2 separate regions of the Zea mays genome follow, and region 2 is linked to region 1. Evidence: chromatin contacts called from public Hi-C data. All regions are on one chromosome and are shown on one strand. The core of a region is the stretch at or near the end of the contact, and the rest is flanking DNA. Distances in the headings are between cores, read along the strand shown. Region 1 holds the start of LOC100384730. Region 2 holds the start of LOC100382784.

Region 1 (6,644 bases), core at 3,839-6,338:
AGTATTACTTTCTCTCGTGATCTTAGCTTGGGATTGCATTCTAGTGAGTGGTTTGAGTGATTCTAGTGTGTTGCATCATCAGATTGATCTTGAGGCACTAGGTGAATCATCAAGCGAGCATCATCAGCTTATTACTCTTGCACGTCGTCTTCTCCTAGACGGCTTGGTGGTGACTCCGTTGAGGTCTTTGAAAAGCTTGTGAAGAAGCCGTAGAGGAGATTACGAGAGACGTGCACTTGCCTCGCCGATGCGGCAAAAAACTATAATTAGTGGAATCGAGGTTTGAGTGATTCCTTAACCACTTGGCTCAAGGAGCAAGTGCGTGCATTGAATTCGCCACAATTTATATTAGAGGTGATCCGTAAAACATAGAGACCTCGGTAAAACATCTGGTGTGTCCTTGTTGATTTAATTATTACAATCTTTATCCTTTGTACTTATCATTGTCCTGCTAATTAATTTAAACACTTGTTCATCTTAGGTTGTAGAGCGAATTTTAGCTAGATATAGGCTAGAGGATTTAATTCTATTGTCATTCTAATTAAAATCTTCAAATGTCTTTGATTTTAATTGAAACCGACTATTTACTCCCTCTAGCGGATATCCTTAATCTTACAACCACTTGGTCTCTCCATCCTTCACCCTTGCAAGCTTGACCGACGATCCGTCGTGCGCATGCGCCATGACCCACCACCACGATGCACTCCACAGCTGAGTGGACATCTTCTTCATGCCCGGGCGGGGGGCATGTGCCACCGGTGCACAAGAACAGGGCCCCCTCCCTCTAAGGGCTCCTAAAATAATAGTTAGCGATAGTTTAATCAATGCAAATTTTAGTAATGATTAGAAGGTCTAGCTAAGTCAGCTCGATAAGAATAAAACATAGTGTTTGTCGTAACAACCGAGTACCAATCTGTTATGCAACTCATTTTAGCTATATGGCGAAGTGCAGCTAGCACATGCTGGCATAACATCCAAACGTTAAGATCATTCGTTACCGTTATGAAGCCATTTCCCACATTAATAATTCAATCACGGTTAATAATTGAGATTAATCTATACCCTCTATTCTTAACAAAGAAAAAAAAGAAAAAATCGGTACAGGGCCTTGAATTATGCTGGCCCGGCCCTGATCTTCTTCCCTAAATACACACGATAAAATCTGTTGCTCCCTTACATACCGTGAACTTGTCCGGAGAACCGTTGAAGACAATACGAGAACCGAATGTTCGGTTAGGGGATGTGTGCACGAAAGCGTCGAAGACAGACTTAGTCGTCTCAGCATCATGGGGACACTAGCTTACGACGACAAAGCGCAAGCAATATAGCTCACTTAACAGTCAAACTGTTAGTTAGATTGTTTAGATATTATCTCCATCGAATTTTAACATCTATCTATTAGATGTAGTTTATTCAAACACACCCACCTTAATTACATGATCGGATGATTTCTTTTTTCCAAACAAAATATCTTAGATCGTTTTAAATATAAGAGCATGTGAAAGAAATTTGTAGCATGGTGGATACCGCTAACGTGACGCAAAAGAAATTTGTAGCATGGTGGATACCGCTAACGTGACGCAAGGTAAAGAAAATTAACGTGAATCGTTTTAACCTTCGTGGAGGAGAGACAGCCAGTTCAGGAAACCAGGAACCGACTGCTGTTTGCCACCACATGACACCATGCTGCGACTGGAGAATATGGGAACGTATCCTGTGCTCACGGAGCTCTTGTGATCATATACAGGGGCGGAATCAGGATTACAATATAAAGGAGACCGATCAATTCATCAATATTATATGGTAAAAATACATTGTATCATGTTACAAATTTAAGCACTCGATATAGAATACGAAATCTAGTTCTTTATAAATTACCTTAGTCCATGAGTTTATTTTCTAGGTAATTGATATATTAAATTAAAGCTGTGGTATAGTAACAATACCAAAATAATAAAGATGACATAATGATGAATGTTCGGTTGATGAAATCCAACTGTTATATAATGACTCTAGTATTCATGATACGTCTAATAAATTATTTTTGAGAGAATCCAAAATTTCAACTAGCCTCAAGGATCCATAAAAAATCATCAACATGCATAGGTAACATGTTAAATTAGTTGTGTAAACAACAACTATCAGATGACAACTTTAGTTGAAATTTGTAGATTTTATTATCCACTAGATCTAATGTAGTATGTATATGAGTTAGCCATATTTGGATCTAGTTTTTGTAGTCTATGCGGACGTCCCAGCTGCGACATATGGTTCTGGTGATCGACGTTGTTAGCGCTTATTTTGTTGCTTCACGTGATCACCTTCTCTAGACTTTGGTTGTGAGGCTATGTCATAAGAAAGTCAAGTGGTCAGTGGCAATCGGCAGCTGCCCAGCGAGACGATAAGATGAATCATAAAGGGGTGAGGTTTAGATATCGGCGTCTGCAAGAAAATTAGGTTTGACGTCTCGTGCCATCAATTGATCATTCAACAAATATTTTATCTTATATATTTTTTTGTCTCTTTTAGACTTTGGTTGGCTTACTACAAGAGTTATGGATTATATATTACCAACCATTATATTAAACCTTTGATTAATTATATTGATAAAATCTAGAGTATATATATTTAGACTACACAATATTTGCAATATATATATGTGTATGTCGCAGTCTTGGGAGGGGCCATGGCCCCTGCCGGCCCCCTGGCTCTGCCCCTGCTCATATGAACACTTTAAATCTGGTGTCTTCATTTCTCATCCAGGGGCTGAGGGCAGCAGTGGCACACAGAAGAGACATGTGGTGCGACGCAACAAGGGTGGTCAAGAGTAGCACACAGAAGAAACTAGAAAATGTCTATTAATACTTGAATGAGAAATGAAGAAATCAGATTTAAAGTGCTCATATGAGCATAAGAGCTCAACGAGCACAGAATAAGTTTCCACAGAGTATGGCGTGCTCTGCTCGCATCCAGCAGAAGAGCTGATGACGCCCGGTGTGCATCTCCCTGCCGCTCGCTACCCTTTTCCCGCACTTTGCATCGCGTTTTGCCGTTTTCTACAGTACAGCCACGCGGATGCGGACGCGGGGTAGGCATATCGACCTCGAGACCGCACGCTTTTAGATAGCGCTCCCAGCGCCAGGTGTCCGGGGCCGGGCCGAAAGTAACATGGAGCCGTGGACGACGCCAGGTGGACCGTGGGCCTACCGGACCGACGCTCACCCTATCCACCACGACAGCGACGGCAGAGACGAAGCCATGCTAAGTGCTAATGACTTCAAATCTACGCCATATCAAAATTCAACCCGTAACAAACTAACTTCCTAAAAGACTAACTAAATCCACAGGTACATGCACAATTGCACATACATACTACAACGGATGATGCTGACTTCTGAGTGGCACGAACTAGACGCGTCACCGATGGCACAAAATTCTCTGGCCGAAAGAGCAGACCAGAGCAGAGCAGACAAAGGTTGAGCAGAGGAACGGAGGCACCGGTGCCTGACCCTGACCCGACCCCAGAAACGACCAACAAAATCCAAGGCGTTTCCGGCCAAGCCCCAAGCAGGCAGGCAGGCGGCGGCGGCAGCAGCCCACCCGAGATCCCGAAGACCACAGCAGTGGCGCGGGGGCCGTCCCTGGTCGCTGTCGTTTTTCACTCGGTCGTGAACTTGTTGTAGCTGGATCGCACTGTAGTATTCTCACTGTCTATAAATAAATAAATTTACGAGACCAACAAGCTCAAGAGTCAAAGACACGCAACATATTGTTGTCTGCTTCAGTTAAACTAGAGAATCGGACTACAAGTAGAACATCTGTGTGGTAAGTGTCTGTATTAAGACATCGTCATATAACTAAAATTGAAACAAAGGATAAGCACTAATTTATTTCGAAACACATCAATACGCCTTAGAATATGCTATAACCGGGGTATGCTATCCCCATTTTATATCTCATCTCCTATTTTTTTTTTAATAAAAATTCACTTTGTAAACAGTGCAGCGAAATCGCAGTTGCTACGGACAGACTGGAATACGATCCGCATCCGGCACCGGAGAAACGGTTCCAGACCCTGTTTCCCGAGCTCCTTTCTGCGTGATTGCATCTCGCACCACAGAATATTTCTACGGCCATTGACGCAGAACTGTGGAAGTCCCCAAAGTCCAGCGAGGCAGCAACCACCTCGCACACACGAAAAAAAAAAGAATAGCCCGTACTTCTCGTCAAAGAAGCAGGCGGATTTGCCAATTTCCCCAGCAGGCCCCCACAGGGAATAAGCCCGGACCGCTGCCACCTACCTGGCTACGGGCTACTGCGCTACGGCGCCCTCTCCCCTTGCGTAGGGGGCCTCTACGCGCGCAGCGGCTGACGCTAGAGAGCCCCCTACACGCTACAGTCGTAGGGGTGGGAGCAGGAGTCCCCCAGATCAAGGGGTTCACTATTCACCCCCTACAGCACTGTGCTGTGGGGCCACGAGTAATTATTAGTAGATAAAAAATTGGTAGTAGATATAGAAAATGATATTTTATAATTGTAGTGGGGTATAGGGGAGTATTTAGGGGGAACCGCTGCGGGAGATGAAAACATAGGGGGAAAATAGATGGAACAAGTGATATATGGGGAAAAATTTAGGAGTAACGGTTGCGGATAGCCTCATTCCAGTCCATTCCAAGCACCCCCGACGCCCGTCGCCGCCCGCTCTACTACCTTGCGTCCTCACTTTTACCAAACTACCCCGGCCTCTCAGTTCAAGTGGCAACCGCATTTCTCTCTCTGGCTCTCTGCAGCGCAGTCCCAGTCCAAGTACGCGAAGGCGCGGAAAGGCTCCACCGCCACGCCTGTCGGCCTCCGCGAGTAGACCACCACTTACTGCATTGACTGACATGCGGGGCGAGGCCGCGTGCAAGTGATGCGGGCGCGGGGTCGGCCGAAGACGACGTGGCGCCGCGCGCGGCGCGTAGCTGCAGGTGGTGTGGTGGCCGAGTAGGGGAGGGTGAGCGTGGTGGGCCCGATCTGATTATTTTACGTGGTTTTATTCCGCCGTTTAAAAGCGGGGCCGCGGACCGCCAGTCCGCCACGCCGTGGCTTTCGCTCGTCTCGCCTCGTCTCCACGCCCCTCTCATTCGCACCGCTCCCACCCACATCCTCTTCGCCTCCCCTCCCACTCTCTCTCTCTCTCTCTCTCTCTCTCCGCACGCCTCCGCGTGGGCTTCCGCTCGGGCGGTGGTCCACCTCGCCCAGGCACAGGCAGCGGGACGCGACATGACCGCGGCCGACGGGGAGGCCTGCGCGGTGGTCGCGACGGCCGCCGACATCATATGCTCTCTCCGTGGCGCGGACCTCGCTGGCTGGACCCCGCCGTGGAGCCAGCGCCAGCACGAGCCCGATCCCGCCCGCGACGGCGTGCAGGCGGAGGGCGGGGACGACGCGCGGGACCTGGCCTGGCCGGCGGTGGCGCGCGGGAAGCGCTCGCGGTCCCGCCGCGAGTCCCCGTCGGCCTCGGGCTCCGCTGCCTCCGCGGGCGCGACGACGACGGCGACGAAGAAGAAGACGGCGAGGCGAGGCGCCCGAGGCAGCCCCGCGTCGCCCCTCGACTACAGCGGCGCGTCCGGCTCCGGCTCCGGCGCGTCCACTAGCGGCGGCGAGGACGGCGCCTTCTGCTCCCGGCCAGACCCAGCGCTCCCTCCGGCCGCCGCGTGCCAGCAGCTCGCGGCGCCCCCGCCTCCCAGCAAGGTACTGTCCGTGCGTGCGCGCGCGCGCGCGCCTACCTCACATCTGACATCCCCCGTCTCCGTCTCCCGTTGGTTTGGTTTGGTTTGGTTTGGACGTTTGCATGGTCGCCCGCTGTGTTGTGGTTGTGGGCGCCGGCGGTTGGTTGGTTGCGTTCCGATTCGCGTTCGTGCTTGGCTCGGCAGACGGACGGGCCAAACTGACCCTCCGTGTCAGCAGCACGAGGATGATGACCTCCCGATGACACATCGCTTTTCCCGTCCCCAGGCCCCAGACTAGCCTCCCGCCCTCCTCCCTCACCCTCCTTTTTTTTCTCCCGTTCGCGGGACCTTTTCCCCAGTCTACTCTCGCCACCCGTTGATGGCGAGTCCGGTAAAAGGAGACGCCGTGTCCGTGTGGTCTGGTCGGATACCTCACGGCTCTCTCGCCTCCACAGTCCCGCCGTCATAGCGCAGCCCCTGGATGGAGCGGACAAGTGCACAGTTCCCGGATTTTTATTCGCTGCCCATATTGTATACTCCCTACAATGCAGTGCAGTAAAGGTAGTCGTTTAGGACATGATTGTGCATACCAACGAGTGATTAATTATCATAAAGTTTTCCCTGTTTGCCCCTATTAAATAGGGATATGGGTGCATTAACATCACTAAAACAATCAAACTTGATTGGTTGCTGCAGCAGCTCCAAGGCATTCTAGACTGGAGGTCTCAAGTTCGATTCCTCTTAAATGCATCTTTTTTTTGCAATTACTAGGGGCAACAACGTCCAAATCCCAGACCCACGCGCGCTATGACTTCTTTTTGTGCACGCTCGGTCACGCGCAGGATGACTTCTTTTACTGCACCGGAGGGAGTACGTATTGTTCTCCGGGGTTGACTTAGCGGCGGCGGCAATTCACAAGGGTAGGCGGTT
Region 2 (7,366 bases), core at 3,307-5,806, 530 kb after region 1:
GTGGAGGCTGCTGTCGAATGGCGCACCGGACAGTCCGGTGCGCCACCGGACACTGTCCGGTGCGCCAGCCACATCACCCGGCCGTTAGGGTTCGACCGTTGGAGCTCTGACAGGTGGGGTCTTCTGGCTGTCCGGTGGTGCACCGGACAAGTACTGTAGACTGTCCGGTGCGCCTGCTGCGCGTGCTCTGACCTCTGCGCGCGCAGGCACGCATTAAATGCGTTGCAGTCGACCGTTGCGTGCGAAGTAGTCGTTGCTCCGCTGACACACCGGACAATCCGGTGTGCCACCGGACACTGTCCGGTGCATACACCGGACGGTCTGGTGAATTATAGCGGAGCGGCCTCCATTTTCCCGAAGGTAGCGAGTTCAGCGTCGAGTTCCCTGGTGCACCGGACACTGTCCGGTGGCACACCGGATAGTCCGGTGCGCCAGACCAGGGCTCACTTCGGTTGTCTTTGGCTCTCTTTGTTTGAACCCTTTCTTGGTCTTTTTATTGGTCTATTGTGAACCTTTGGCACCTGTAAAACTTATAATCTAGAGCAAACTAGTTAGTCCAATTATTTGTGTTGGGCAATTCAACCACCAAAACTAATTAGGAAAAGGTGTAAGCCTATTTCCCTTTCACAAACCATGCATCATACTAGAGTTTTGTTTGTGCATTTAATAATAATAACAATAACACTAATAAAAATATAACGATGAGTTGAAGATTTTGATTAAAATCTAAATTTAAATTTGGAATTTAAAATGGAAAAGAAGAGAGAAATATTATACAATACAAAATAAAAATTTATAAATAAATAACTTCATCATAGTTTGGTATGTTCAAATCATACATCTAAAACTGAGTACAAAATTCACTACAAAAATTTGAATTCAAATTTGGAGCCAAAAGGTAAAAAGAAAAAGAAATAGAAAAGGGAACAGAAAATAATAAAAGAAAATCAGAATCTACCGCGTGGGCTCATTTCCGCTTCCGACCCACCTCGTTCCCTTGTCCGCGCAGCCCATTGGCCTCCGCACTAGGACCTGGCGTATGGGCCCCTCCAACCAGTCACAAGTCCTCCTCGCGTGCACGCGTGGATCACAAAGTGTGGCCCACCTAGCGGACTTTCTCTCTTGGTCGGGCGCTTGCATGTGGGACCGGGTGGTCAGACTGTCGTCTCCACGATAAGCGCGAAAGCTTCAACCGCATCCCGGGCAGGTCGCCCTAGCCAGTAGCCGACCTCCCTCCAGTATTTAGATAGTGCGTACCCTACGACGCTCCTAAACCTTGAGTTCCACGAATCCTCTGTGTCATCACTGCCAGCGCCTGCGGTGAGAAATCGGGGGGAGAGAGAGAGAGGATATCGCCGCCACACCGAGTTCTCGGACCGCCTTCGTCCGGACTGCCAGAGTGGTGTGATTGGCAAGCGCGGTGGAGCGAGGGTCATTTGCAAGACATCCTCTAGGCAGGGGGGGTCATCGGAGGTCCATTCAATTCGACACCGGTGTATCCCGCACGACTGCCCCGCGCGGATGGACGTGGTCAACCTACCTAGGCACCCAATTAGCCGGTATGTTTTCGTCCGGTGGGTTTCTTGCTTGCTCTGCAATCGTTTACGGGTAACGAGGGTTGGAATTACGGGCTGGGCTGTGGAACCACTTTACACCGGCGGGTCTCCGGCGAGTATTGGAGAGTGGCGTTGCCGCGTACAGTGAGGGAGAGAAGACGAATTGTGCGCCGTCGGATATGGGATGAATGACCGGATTAAATCTAGACCCCCCTTCGTTGGGCAAGTCGATCTGGACCGTTGGGTTGATCGGACGGTTCAGGGTAAGCAAAGCCTCATAAAATCTGAAGCCTTGAACTCCGATCTAACGGTGGAGATCACATACCGATTCATAAGCAACGAAATCTAATCCAAACCATAAGATTTAGATCTAACGGCTCTGATTTGCTGATACCCTTTCGGCCGAGCAAAATTGCAAAGCAACCCCTCGGGTTTTAAGGAATAAACTCACAGTCCACCGAAGTTGTAGCCTGAGTCTTGGGAATTCTTGCGCAGAGGTCCCTGCGCTTTCCAGTATTTGGCGTGCAGTCCATGAGTAATAAAAATAGAGAGTTAATTATGGAAATTGATTTTTAATACAAAAATAATTCTAGAAACCTATATAAATCATATTTAATTCATTTTAGCTTCAAATTGACCAATTCCTATGGCATTAATTTTTGTAATAATATTTTCTATCAATTAGTAGCTCTGTTTAGCCATAAAACCTGAATTAAAATTGTTCACTTGAATTAATCTATTCTAAGTGCTAAATAACTTCAGAAATGCATAACTTAATAACCATAGATCCAAATTTAGTGATTATTGTTTCTACGATCTCGTTACGCAACGTAGAATATTAACATGCATTCTGTCCTGTTGTTTGGTGTGATGTTAATTTTTGATATACTATGTTTGTTTGTATTGTTGTGAGTAGACGAGCAAGCTAATGAGGATCCAGGGGTTCAATAGGTGGAAATTGCTGAGCGGGAGCTCGTTGAGGGCAAGTTGTGTCCTTGATCACTTCTTTTTACCCAGTCATGTTCTTATTAATCATAATGATCTATATAGGTAAATTTTGATAGAACCCTTTAGGTTACCCTAGTTGGCTATCTTTATACTTGATTCCACTGAACTTTTTGGGTAGTACTTGCTACTGCTTTATGTGGTTTTGAGTATGGAGATACACATTATTAATGATCACACTTTTATTATCAGTTTCTTATTTGTTGTTCATGATAAGATCATTATGTTAATTGGAACATGGAACGACCACCTAAGAAAACAATGCTACCACAAGGGTGGTATGGGACTCCCTTGGGTGACTAACTAGGAAAGCTAATGGAGGACTACCTTACCCAATAGGGGTAAGGGCAGTAGGGGAGTGGTCAGTGTGGAGAGGCCCTTGGATTGATTTTGCTGCGATGATGGTCAGGCGAGGGGTCCCTGCATTGGAGCTTCCTAAAAACTGTAGTGGGTTTTCTGAAGCTAGTGGAACTTTGTAAAGGCCTCGTAGTGTTACCCTGCCTTGTTTTCTTGGTAGAGGTGTATGAGATTCATGACCCCTTGGCAGATGGGTAACATGACTTGTGAGTAAAGATGTGCAACCTCTGCAGAGTGTAAAACTGGCATATCAGCCGTGCTCACGGTCATGAGCAGCTCAGGCCATCACATGATTAATTTATGGAATTAAATTCAATTTATCATTTGCATCGCATTGAGATTATTTATTATTACTTTGATTTATTATTACTAAGGTTTGGTATTTATTTATATTTAGTAAGTGATAATAAAATTTTGACCAACTTATAAAAAGCAATGCTCTGCTTCAATCTTTATTTTGTTGATTAGCCTTACACTTCGCATGAACTCTCACCTTTAGTGAGTTCATGCACATTATTTCTCACAACTTGTTGAGATATGATCTTTTGTGAGTTCACTCTTGCGATATATAAACCCTCTACAGGTGAAGAGCATGTGGTCGAAAAGGAGCCGCACAACGAGAAGTTCGACTTGATCTAGGTGGCGTCTTCCGGTCAGCTCTGTGGCGCCAGAGAAATAATATTTAGTTCGTTTTATATTTATCATTTATTTTGTAAAACTTACGCTATGTAACAAGTGAATTTATGATATTTATGATATTTATCTCTATACGCTCTTTTATTATATGTGTTGTTCTTACTTGGCGCATATATAAGACGTACCAGGCTTTATTCCTTAAATTCGGGTGTGACAGGAGATTAAGAGAAGATCGCGAGGGCGATTTCTGAAGACTCGTGGGGGCGACAAAGGAGATGAAATGGAGATCTCTGTTGTGACGAGATGACGAGGTTTTCCATTTTGATCAGGGCGAAGAGGACGACGCGGTTTGGGGTCCAACGCGGCCTCCATGGCTCCAACTCCAACACGACATGTCTGCAGAACGATATTAAAATTATTCATAGTATTAAAATTATCACATATACAACGTCCATTTGTAAAGCAATTACTCATAATATTAAAATTACCACCTGTACAATTTTTTTAAGAAAGATGTCGCAGCTGCTGTCTGCAAGCTGAAGGGAACATATGCCACGTTTGACATTTTTAGTTGCAAACTTACGAACATATGTACCACGTAGTTAGGTAGATATGAAAACTCCAATCAAATTTTAAGGTTGAACTTTGTGAGACGATAAGTTAGCACTACAGTCCTGAGGTTGCACATCGGACCTATGTATTTCAGCTTGTGGCCGCTTTTAGAGTTTAAACCACTGGTTTTTGAACTTTCTAAAATCCAAACAACTTCTATAAACTAAAAGTCTAAAAGTTTATCCTAACGAGCTTTTAATTCTTGGTTTTCGAAAGCCTTTTTACTTTTGAATAGTCTAAAAACTGACGTACAAAATGTACAATAAACTGAAACAAACCGCCCCATAAAAAGCCCGTTCGTTTAAAGATGAATTATATGAATTAGAGAAGATTAAATTACTTTCTAGTTAACATTAAATAGGAAGGGTTTAGATATAAATTAATGAGGATTAGAGGGCCTCCAATTTCCCTCGTGCTACCTCTAACCAAAGAGACCCTCATTTTGTTCGACGCAGAACCAAACAAGCCGGGACTGGACGCGGCTCCGGCGTGGCATCGCTGGACCTTCTTGCTCACCAAGAAGCCCAACCCGGCCTCCATCAAAGCCCACAACCGTCGTAGTCGCTACTTCCCCTCCGATCGTCGACGACGACGCATCCACCCGAGCCCTTCTCCGCGAAATAGCCGTCGCCGCACTGCCGCAGCTCCGGCTATGTCAGTGAGTACCCCCCCCCCCCCCCCCCCCCCCCCCCCCTCGCCTCCCGTGTCGTCCCTCCTTCTCGCCCCGGATCTCGAATTCCTTACAGTTTCGCCCCCTGCCCATTGCAGATCTTCGAGTACAATGGGTCCGCCGTGGTGGCGATGGTGGGGAAGAACTGCTTCGCGATTGCCAGCGACCGGCGGCTCGGCGTGCAGCTTCAGACCATCGCGACAGACTTCCAGAGGGTGTTCAAGATCCACGACAAGCTCTACATCGGCCTCTCAGGGCTCGCCACCGACGCCCAGACGCTGTGAGTCGCAGTTGCCGAATTCTCCCCGCCCGCCCCCACGGCCTGTTCTCTTCGGTTCAGCTGCTTAGGGTTTTAGGTCCCTCCGCAGGTACCAGCGGTTGGTCTTCAGGCACAAGCTGTATCAGCTGCGCGAGGAGAGGGACATGAAGCCTGAGACCTTTGCCAGCCTTGTCTCTGCGCTCCTCTACGAGAAGAGGTGAGGATTTTGCTAGTGCGCTTTTGGGGGAATTGTGTAGGATTCTGGGTAAACCTACTGCGGGTAGTTGTTATTTTAAATTTTGAATGCGCTGCCAGACCGTGGACTCTGTAAAGAGATGCAAAACTATGTTGGTTGCATGCTGCTGAAGGATTTGGTCGTAGGAAGCTAGTGCTACCAATACCTTGTACTGTGATGGTATTGGGGATGCAGAACTTTGGAGCTAGATCTTTATATGAAACGCTTTGCCTTTTGGACGGACAATTCCACCAACGGAGTGCTTCAGATACACCTTATATAAAACACTAGGTAGGTGCCCGTGCGTTGCAACGGCATCCAATCAGGCATATATTAATCTTTCAATTATTCATACTTGCCACAGAAGTTAAAAAATAGTGTAAAACATAGATATGAAATAACAAATATCAATATGATATGTAAAATCTGTGTGACAATATAAATATATAATATTATTATAAATATGTCAACTCAAATAAAATCAACTGATGTCGAACAAACATTACAATATCGTATATATTATTTCTAAAGAATCAACATAGAATTACAGGAACATATAATATCATGGTAATTTATGTATACGGAGTACAATTCCAACTTTCTAAAGCTTATGTGGTGCTTCAAGGTGTCAGTCGAAGGGTGGTCCCTCTTGAGAGTGACATTAAGTTGCTCAAGCAAACCAGTTGTGGTGAGCAATGGTGCCGCTAGGAGAGATTCAACCTACTCGTCATTGATGAGGCATCGTCTTCCCACATTTGCATATGAGATTTCTAAACACCAACCTGCAAGGCGCCAGGGACAAACAATTATAATCAGGTAAACCAGGTCATCAAAAGGGGACAAATGCAATAAGAGGAGAATGTGTCATACTGAAAATAAGCATAAGTGAAACTTATTGTGGCACCATTAAAAATAACATTATTTCAGTCAGAAAGGATGCTAATCGACCAAGGTGAGAAAGGATGCTAATCGACCAAGGTGGGAGGCTGTATTGCTCATTGTTGAACAACCTGATGGAGAATTGTTGTAATTGCTCTTGTAGATGCACTTATAATTCTGATGCTCCAAGTATATCTCCTGAAAGATAATACATTTAGACATGAAAATACAGAAACAAATAAACAATATAGTTTGATCACTTTTTCCAAGTGACTTTCTACAAACCTGTGTAATCACAAAATATAGAGCCGAAAGTATTTGTTTTCATTTTTAAACACATAACTTGATTATACTTTTTTTGCATATAAAACAGACATAAAACAATCACTTGATCAACAACTACAATACACTTTATACATAATAAATCTTTGGGACTAAGAAAATCTAGAAGTTGGCATGTTGTTGTGAGCAAAAAATGGACAGACTTAATTTTTACCTAGATCATGCATCAAATTGGCCTTTATCTGCAATACATTAATGCATAATATATCTTTGAGCCTAAGAACATCTGCAAGTTGGCGCGTTGTTCTGAGCCAAAATGGACAAACTCAATTTTTACCTAGATCATGCAGAAAATTGCTTATACCTACATGAAAAAAAATCATTGCACGTGATGAAACAAGGACCACAAGAACGAAATAGGGATCAGATCGCCTAATCATGATGAGAAGATAACAAGGTTCTCAAGGGAAATCATCAACTGTATAGAATGGAAAACGAACTCACATGGTACAAATCAGTTTTGAGAAAAGGCACAACACTGTAATAAGTACCAACCCCTACAGAGCACCAAAACTCCCTAGTGCAAAAATCAAGCAACCATCACACAATGCAGCATCGTATGAATCAAATACCAGACAAGACTTTTGTCACCACAGAGAGGAAACAAGAGCAAGATGAGAGCTTAGAGCTCACTGATCAGCTGCACAACTAAGTTAGTAATATTATCATTTCAAAACAGTCCTGTACTATATGTGTGTTGTGGGGTCTTCATAGCTTCATATGGACTAACAAGCTAACAGAAACACCAACTACTTGGCTAGACAAGAAAAGAGATACTGACCTTTAATGGCTTCCTTGGGTATCTTGAAACCAAG

The links. Hi-C and Micro-C count contacts between places; a contact is called where the count stands out from the background.
Region 2: a contact with region 1 is called in a Hi-C map of ear, with 2.3 times the contacts expected there. The contact joins the promoter of LOC100382784 here to the promoter of LOC100384730 in region 1. A contact is called at or near these places in 2 of 25 Hi-C or Micro-C datasets (ear and tassel).

Annotation. Positions count from the first base shown.
Region 1 is chr6:106,449,359-106,456,002 of Zm-B73-REFERENCE-NAM-5.0, forward strand. LOC100384730 reads left to right here and starts at 5,089. Exons shown (of 5, transcript NM_001177198.2): 1 at 5,089-5,736. The coding sequence starts at 5,266.
Region 2 is chr6:106,978,334-106,985,699 of Zm-B73-REFERENCE-NAM-5.0, forward strand. It overlaps LOC100382784, which reads left to right and starts at 4,557. Exons shown (of 7, transcript XM_008650819.2): 1 at 4,557-4,824; 2 at 4,935-5,116; 3 at 5,205-5,312. The coding sequence starts at 4,819. LOC111589528 (a long non-coding RNA gene) reads left to right here and starts at 920. Exons shown (of 2, transcript XR_002748569.1): 1 at 920-1,559; 2 at 3,502-3,696. LOC118472222 (a long non-coding RNA gene) reads right to left here and starts at 6,409. Exons shown (of 2, transcript XR_004850238.1): 1 at 6,341-6,409; 2 at 5,224-6,112.